Regions from separate parts of the Cricetulus griseus genome. Here region 2 is linked to region 1. The links are chromatin contacts, called in public Hi-C maps. All regions are on one chromosome and are shown on one strand. Each heading gives the region's core, a stretch centred on a gene start, on an enhancer-like site or on the middle of the called end of the contact. The rest is flanking DNA. Distances are from core to core; before and after follow the strand shown.

Region 1 (4,024 bases), core at 933-3,432:
TGAGTTAGCAAGGCCTAATGCTCTTATTTGGAAATCTCTGCTCTAGGCTCAGGGTGTGTTCCTAGAGAAGCTCGGGAGCCTCTTTAAATCCTTGTTAACTGGGTAGCTTGTAATCTCTCCTGTCCTTGCCTCTTAAATTGGTGTTTAATCTCACACTAATTTTACCAAAGAGGGCTTGAGTCCTTAGTTCAAGGTCACTATGAGAAGCCAAGTCAGAGCTCCATAGCAGGACTTGCAGATTTAGTCATCATCGTTGGATCACAAAGGAAAGCCTTGCTGACACAGACAATTCTGGGGCCCAGGACTGTGAATGGTGTTCACACAGGTCTCATGGTCTCCTCCATTATACCACACTGCCTCCCTCAGACAGAAAAGAGGGATTTCCAACCCATAAAAATCAAGAGAAGCTGTGCAGGTATGGGTAACTGGCTGCTTCTGCAGATCTCAGCACACAAACCTTGTCGTGAGGACTGCCTAGTGGGGGGAGACCACAACAGATGTGGAGAGCAATAGGGCCACCATCATCTCCTGTTTGTTACAAAGACAAAACAACAAAAACCCCGAACTTCGGAGTGGCCCATAGCTTGTCCACCAGGCCTGTCATCAGGGAAAACTTGAGTTCAGGTCTGTCTGTGTGATTCTAGAACCTGTGTAGTATAGCCACACCAAGGATCCGGACATCTGGAAATCTTCCCCAAGCGTACAATCCCCAAGGAAGAACCCAAAAATGGTGAGGTCCTAAAACCTCAGCACCTCCTCAGAGTGAATGCTCCCTTAAAAACTCAACACACAAAGCCACCAGTTAAGGTGCTCAGTCAAAAGAGAGGGAAGGAAAGGAAGAAGAGAAAATATAAAAGGAAAAGAACAGAAGAAAGAGGGAGATGCTTATTTCTAGCCTGCATAATCACGCTGGACTTCTTCCCATAGCAGCCTCCTAGGCAAGGCAAACAACCACTCAGACCCTGGGCTGAAACGCCTCCACACACTTCAACCGGGCTCCTCCACCTTCCCCGACACCCCACCCTTTTATGACAACTCTGCTCTGACTGGTGTGTAGGCAAAACCCTAAAACTCAAAACAAGAAGTGAAAAAAGTGGAGCCAGGAGAATCATGGACATCCGCGACATCCTTGCCATATGTACCCAGCTAGTTCCAGGGCCTCGGAGTCAACCAGAAGACCTTAGGAGACGATGTAAGGAAGCAGACAGTCCTCTACCCCTCCGGCTTTGTTCCTTCCCACAAAGTAAGGGGAGAGGCTTGTTATGAAGTCCAAGGCAAACAAGCTCCCATGCACTCCTCCTAAAGAACTGTGCGCCATTCAAACTCTCTAACTGACCTTTGGGTCCTGGGGTCTGTGATGATGGAAACCTCAGGAAAGTTGGGGGTGGGGAGGGGGAGCAAAACATGCATCTACTCTAACCAACCACGCTGACCCGCCATATGTGTGGGACAGATTCTGGAGCGCTCTGGGGAAAAAAAAAAAAGAAAAAAAAAAACGGAGCCCAGAGGCCTTGACCTAGCCCCCGACCACCTCTTAGGGTAAGTCCGGAGGCAAATGGGGGCCGGAAGCCCGCCCAGCAAGAAGTACCCGCCTCAGTTTTGGCAGCAAAGATCTTCCTGGAGATAACAGGATTCATAGATTGGGGTGATTCGCTGATTTCAGCGGAGAGAGCCCTGGTTAGGGGTTCAGGGACCCACTGAGTTCTCCCTAAACCGAGCCTCCAGGCGGCACCCTTGGGGGCCTTTCTGCCAAGCCGGCAGCGCAGACCTGAGGGCTCCACCACCAACTTTCTCAAAGGAATCTGCCCTCTAGGCTGTGGTCAATCTTGCTCGCACTCCCGGTCCCGGGCTGGGGGAGAATCAGCGACCCAGACCCCTTTCCGCGCGCACCAAGCAGCGGCGCCAGGCGTATAGCCCCCTCTTCCCGCCGCCCCCCAACTTGCCCGCGCAGCTCTCAGCGCGCCTACCCTCGCCTCCTGCCCCGCGGCGCGCATCGCAGCTGGCGGCTGCGGTAGCTGCCACTGTACGCCGGGTGGCCTGGCCTCCCCGCGCCCGGAGCCTACCGTGCAGCCTGGCTCGTGCTCGGGCGGTGCCTAGTGCACGGCACGCGTCCCAACCGGAGACAGTGCTCCCCCGCGGCTGCCCCGCGCAGAGATGGGGGCTGCGGACCACGCTGGCCCGGCTCAGCTGCTGGCTGGTCGCTGCTCGCCGCTCCCGCGCGGCTCCCGCGGCGAGGAGGGAGGGGTCGGGGAAACTCCTGGCAACTCCAAGTCCCGGCACCAGAGCTCCAGCTGCAGCCTCGCGCCAGCCGGCTGCCGCGAGTGCGAGCTAGCGAAGCCAACCTGCCCCCGCCGCTGCCTATGAGCATGCCCAGTGCGGCCGTGGGCGAGCCATTGCGCCCTGGCCCGGGGCAAAGATCGGTAGTGGCCCAGGGCTCGGGGCTGGGCCTCAGGCCGGGAGCCCAGGGGACAAATGGAGGAAGGCCGGGAGACGCGGGTCAGGGAGGGCCAGGCAGTAAGAGTCGCACCGGGTTGTGAGAAGTTTGTAGGCTGGAAAGATGGGCTGATTCTGTGAACCGCTGCAAGCCAGCACTCAGTGAACAACCAGAAAACGTGCTACAGGAATGTGGGCCCAGCAGGTGGGGTTTTATTCAGTCCCAAGCTTACCTAGAGGTGACAAAATGCAAAAGCTAATGGGGCCTGGCACTCTCAGTAAAGGAGTGAAGCAGAGGGAGGGGGCCAGGCCAGCTTAAGAGACAGCACAGCTGTCCTGCTGGAAATGCCCTAGGCTAGCATGAAAAAATTAGACCTGAGTTTGCGGATTTTATTTCATAAATAAGTGATTGATATGTAGCTTTTTTCATGCAAAATACCTTGGTTATTGAATCTTGCTAGAGAATTAAAAAGAAAAAAATAATAATAACAACTCTCTGGAGTCTAGACCAAAACCCTTAGCTAGGTCCAGTGGCTGCTCAGCCAGTTTGAACCAGAGCTCTGTGAAAGAGGTGCTGAGTGCCTGCCCACGATGGTTTAGGAAGGTACTGGAAAGTATCCAAGATGATTCAGATTGCCTTCAAAGTGCAAGGGGGAAATAGGTTTTCCTGATAGAACAGAGCCAGAGATAACGCTGGTGCATTCAAAGAGGGAACTAATGCGGAAAGGGGCTTTGACAACTAACTTTGAGGACATTTAAGGAGTATAAACACCTGAGTGGGAGGTCACTGCAAGATAAACGGGAATCGTTCTAGCTGCTAGAGTCCCTTAAAGGCATTTTAGAGTCTGAAGCAAAGGGAAGCCCAAGCCCGCATAGTATCAGTCCTGCCTTTATTTACAATTTTGATATTTTTATCATGCATTTTTGCATTGATTTCTTTCTTTTTAAATACTGCATTAAAACTTCACTCTGATTACCGAGTTCTTTGGCCAACCTTTCTGTTTTGTGTCCTATCTCATCCAGGTCCTAGTTAGCTGGAGTAAAATTGGCAAGAGTACATTAAGAGAACTGAGACACACACACACACACACACACACACACACACACACACACACACACACACACTGTATAATCCAAAGATGACTCTTCTGGGAAGACATGTTAAGCAGTAGGTAGGAATGTACGTGGGAAGGAAAGAGCAGGATTTGCTTATGACATGATCACTGTTTTATGAAAATCAGAAGCATCTCCCTGAAAAAGCCATCACATTCTGCCAATCTGGAAAGAGACATGGTTGGGTAACTTCTTAACCAAAAAGGAATATTCAGGGCTTTTGGTACAATCCCAGCCATCCTCCATCAGGAGTTACGGTGAGCAGGTGGCTTCTCTTCCAAGCTACATTTCCCTCATCTGTGAAATAGAAGACAGTTCTCATTAGTTATGAGAGATTTAGATGTGATGTGTGGTGTTCATGTTTTTTGTTTTGTTTTGTTTTGGTTTTTTTGTTTTCGAGACAGGGTTTCTCTGTGTAGCTTTGGAGCCTATCCAGGCTGGCCTCAAATCACAGAGATGGGCCGGCCTCTGCCTCCCG
Region 2 (4,448 bases), core at 743-3,242, 230 kb before region 1:
ACAGTGCTAGAGTAGTAGCTGAGAGTCCTACATTTTGTAGGCAACAGGAACTTGTCTGAGACACTGGGCAGTATCCTGAGCATAGAAAGCCTCAAAGCCCACCCCCACATTGATACACTTCCTCCAACAAAGCCTCACCTCCAAATAGTGCTGGTCTTTATGAGATTATGGGGGCCAATTACATTCAAACCACCACAGCTGGTTTTAGCCTTTCCACGTTCCATGGGGATACTGGTGCTGCACTCACAGGTTCAGATGAGGGGCGCTGAGTCCTCCATTGGTTGGATGTCTTTAGTTATCTTCTGTCAGAACCTGACTCAGGGGATCCTTATTAATTTATTAACCACAATCTCTTTCCCTTCTACTTAGTGAATTCCAATACTTGGCCCTTTGCTGTGCTTTGCTCTATGTTAGCTAATGTTTGTTTAGACAAACAAACCAGTCCAGTGACATGGGTGAAGGTGTCTCACTCAGTTCAGCTCTTGAATATGAATGTGTGACTTACCTGAAGGTTTTTGAAACTTTGCTTTTTTTTTACATTTTCATGGTGGGTAAACATCAGCTTCTCTAAGAGGCTGTCAGGGCTCTCAGCATTACCAGTAGTCTCAGGGTACTCTGCTTCCATTGTGTCCTGTACAATGCAGTACCTTGACCTTGGATCGTCTGAACCTCTCCCTGACCCTAGGAATGAACTGTAAACCCATGGTCGCCTTCCATGAATAATTTGTGACTATGCCCTATTGTTCTCCACATTCCATAATGGCAAGTGTCTTTATTTGGGAGGGGTCTTTATTTTCCTTATGATTGAAGGAAGAAAATTTAGATACCATTGCTACTAGGATGGGTTCACAGGAAGAGAGGTGATAGTACATAGAAGGATCCCCTGAGCTTTGGGAGGGGACAGTGAAGAGTAGGATTTGCAAAATCTACACCTCCATAGCACCATGAACTCCCAACAGCTCTACCACATGTCACTTCCCCCACGAAGTGGACACAGTGTAGATTCCTGCCCTTTGGGACATACAGAACCAGATACAGACAAATTGTATTTTGTCTAAAGATACAGCACTAATGTCAAAGTCAGGAGGTTTTCTGCTAAGGATTCAAACCAACATATTTTGTCAAGAAGAAAGTCTGAGTAGCTTGTAGTGTGGAGAAATGTAACACAATATACTCTGTAGAGGGATGGAGTTTGGGATTTTGGTTGGGGCAGGCCTACTGTTCTAACTGCCCTGATCCCTCTTGCCTGGATTCTTCTTTACAAATAGCTTAATAATAATGCTAGGCTTCCATTTTATAAATAAAGCATTATAATTGTGTGGAAATACTATGCCATTGCCATAGTTTTCCTGGGACTATCTTTTAGTTGAATACACCAGATGCTTCCATAATGAGATGTCACCACCAATATATATGTTAGTGAGATCTAGTTGCTTCCTTTGTTTCCTCTAAGGGCTATTTTCACTTTAGACTAAGTTCAATTTGTAGAGCCCATGGTTCTAGCAATAGGCTTTGGGAAAGTAGCCTGAGAAGGTTCTTCTCTTCATCCTTGGAGTCATGGAGATGCATCTGCAGAGTGCTTTTGAACACATTCTTTAAAGAGTGGCATGAATTCCTGCTCAAAGCATGTGTCAAAATATCTCCCAGACCACGAACTGCTCACTTCCATTCCCATGGTTGGTGCCCTAGGTGTAGTGTTGAATTTCTCTCTCATTCATTTAGCCTTTTTGGATGCTTCTTTGAGCAAGTGGCCCCCACTGAGCACTTAGGTCAGCTATCTCTCATTTGCTAGAGCTTCTGTCTATGAAATGTAAAAGGATCATAAAAATGGCCAGGGAGACTTGGGTAACATCTGCCCCATATGACCTGGGCCAACATGGCCTGAAGGAAACTGTGCTGTCCAGCAGCCAGCACCACTTCTAGCAGCCTCAAAAGTCCTGCAAAGTCATTGCTTTGGGAAAGACTGACTCAGAGCTGACATACACTAAGCATGGAGGTGGCAGGCACAGGGCTGTATATTCATTATGTCATCCAGCTCTTACAAATGTAGTCACCTTCAAAGCCACAAGTGTGACAAAGCTGCTGCTGGATTTCGATGGGCAGATTGGTTGGACAATGGTATCCCTTTGCTATCCCCCAAACCCCCTATTTCTGTGAATAACCACAAGGGGGTGCCCTGCCCCAACTCACCTCACTTGAAAGGCAATAGTTTATTCTTATGGAGGTGTGTGTGTGTGTGTGTGTGTGTGTGTGTGTGTGTGTGTGTGTGTGTGTGTGTGTGTTTGAATTTCTACATTCTACTCCCTCCCATATTTCCTTCTGTCCTCTTCTCACAGTAGTGGGAATGGAACCTGGGCCTCACACTAGACAAGCATTCTACTGCTGAGCTGCATTCCCCAGATATATGCCCAGGCATTTTCTTTCTGTCTAAATTGCGAGGGTCCTTTACTGAAATGTTCCAGACTGATGTAAACATGTCTACAAACATTGAGTGTTATCAACAGGCCTAATACAGAAAGCACTCAAAGGGAAGCCTCTGTGCTGTGGAATAAAAGTGTATTCTTTGTTCTCCAAAAACCAGGGAAAGATGACAAGATCATATTTAAGGAAAACTGTAGGCTTCAGCAATAAAGGACGAAGTTTTAATTAAACAGATCATTTGGTACACATGATCAGTGCTTACACAGGAATGTTCTTTTGAATTTGTAATCTCCTGCCTCAGTGTTCACGGAAAGCATTCATGGGCTCCATTTGCTTATCTCTGTGTCACCTGACAAATAACCAAGTTGGTAGAGTAACAGTGACACATGGCATAGGACAAAGGCTCCATCCATATCTAATGTTGGCAATTGATACCTGGGATTCAAGGGACTATGAGCCCCGTCTTCTGCACACATATCCATCTAAGTATAGATGTGTGACATTTCAACCTGCCATTTGAGGCAGACTGAAAGGGAAATTGTGTGTTGTCGAATAAATCTTCCCTCTACCTGCAAGCACTGGTACCATTTAAAATGCCTAATGGAGGAAGTATGAGAATAATTGTGACATATATGGCCAGCTAAATCATAATCCAGTAGGCATGACCATGGGTTCTATTTCTATACCACATTCCATAGGACCCATGGGATGGGCCATGGACTGGGATAGGCCTTTGTTGCAGTCACCCTGAATGCCTATGGAGCCTAGTCATGACTCAGAAAATAGAAGAAACTGTGGCAGAAAACTTGAAGAGAAGGCATGTTCCATAGCAACTTCCTCTGAGGCAAACTTCCATCTTGAAGGGGGGCAGGCACAGGATATTCTGAAGGGATGTGAAGAATTCTATCTTGTCCAGAAAGCTGATTAACGGGAAGGAAACAACTTAACGGTTTCATGAAGTTCCAGAAACTTACCAAATACACTAGATCTCACTTTTCCCAAAGGTATATAAGCAGTATGGACAGATGAGAAACACTCTCAGACAAGTTGACCTGCTTAGAAAAGGAAGAGGCCAGCTGAGCTTCCTGGAAGAAACTCAGACATATAGAGCCCCCTGTAAAGGACTGTTTCCAATCTGACTAGATGCCTACAGGTTGGGTAGTGTGCTTCAGGTCTCCAGCTTTTGTGAACTGACACCTGTTCGGGAGCAGACCTTGGTGATAAGGCTGTCTGGGAGTCATCTCTGTTCCTGTGAGTAATCCCTCATTAAATAAGTCCAATAAAACTCATGGTTCACCAAGTTGATGGTGGCCTTGCTTTGGTCTGCCTTAAGTACTCTGTCTGGGCTGAGCAGACATGTGTTCACTTCTCCCCAGTAATATGCCATATGAGGAAGGAGTAGGAGTGAAAACAGGATTTGGGTAATCCAGAGGTTCCAGAGGAGGTTCAAATGTGAAACTATGATGACAGTCAAGGCAAAAGACTACCCTTCAGTAACACAGTGTAAGTACACATTATACTAAATATTCTTGGCAGCTTTTATTTGTTGGTTTAAATCTAGTAAGCATCTGGGAAAACCAGGTGCCCTACCATCTGAGTCTTGCTGGAACCATTTGTTTATTTATTTATTCAGCCACTCATCTATTTTTTACTTATCTAATTATCTATCTATCTATCTATCTATCTATCTATCTATCTATCTATCAGCAAAAGGAAAGATAACCAGATAACCAGCAAAACAGAAAATACAAAAGTAAATGTGAACCATCTAAGAACACTGCAACTAGCTGTCACAGGCAATGGGGGTGAAGGAATGGCTGTGACCCTTGAGTCCACACTTTGCTGGCAGGTGACCCTTAGAAAGGCTGAGCTGAAAGGGACTAAGAGAGACCAGCCAGGAGGTTTCAGACAGAGGAGTCTTTGGTGAAGGTTTGAAGGTAACTTTCACATAGGAAAGCTTGCCTACATAAAGTAATTACATGCTCCTGTGCTTTGGATATATGTTCTCAAAAGCTCACCCTGGTGAA

The links. A called contact is a pair of places that touch in the nucleus more often than the background predicts.
Region 2: a contact with region 1 is called in a Hi-C map of the CHO-K1 cell line, with 7 times the contacts expected there. The contact joins the enhancer-like site here to the promoter of Stxbp6 in region 1. A contact is called at or near these places in 2 of 8 Hi-C or Micro-C datasets (both in the CHO-K1 cell line).

What each region holds. Positions count from the first base shown.
Region 1 is chr5:156,821,309-156,825,332 of CriGri-PICRH-1.0, reverse strand. Stxbp6 (syntaxin-binding protein 6) reads right to left here and starts at 2,182. Exons shown (of 6, transcript XM_027419784.2): 1 at 2,064-2,182.
Region 2 is chr5:157,053,960-157,058,407 of CriGri-PICRH-1.0, reverse strand. No RefSeq gene overlaps it. Among named protein-coding and RNA genes, the nearest start is that of Nrcam, 210 kb to the left of the region's middle. Within about 2 kb of position 1,992, at least 1 of the 6 cell types and tissues checked has open chromatin away from gene starts, as enhancers often do. A contact at or near this core is called in the CHO-K1 cell line, where this site is marked.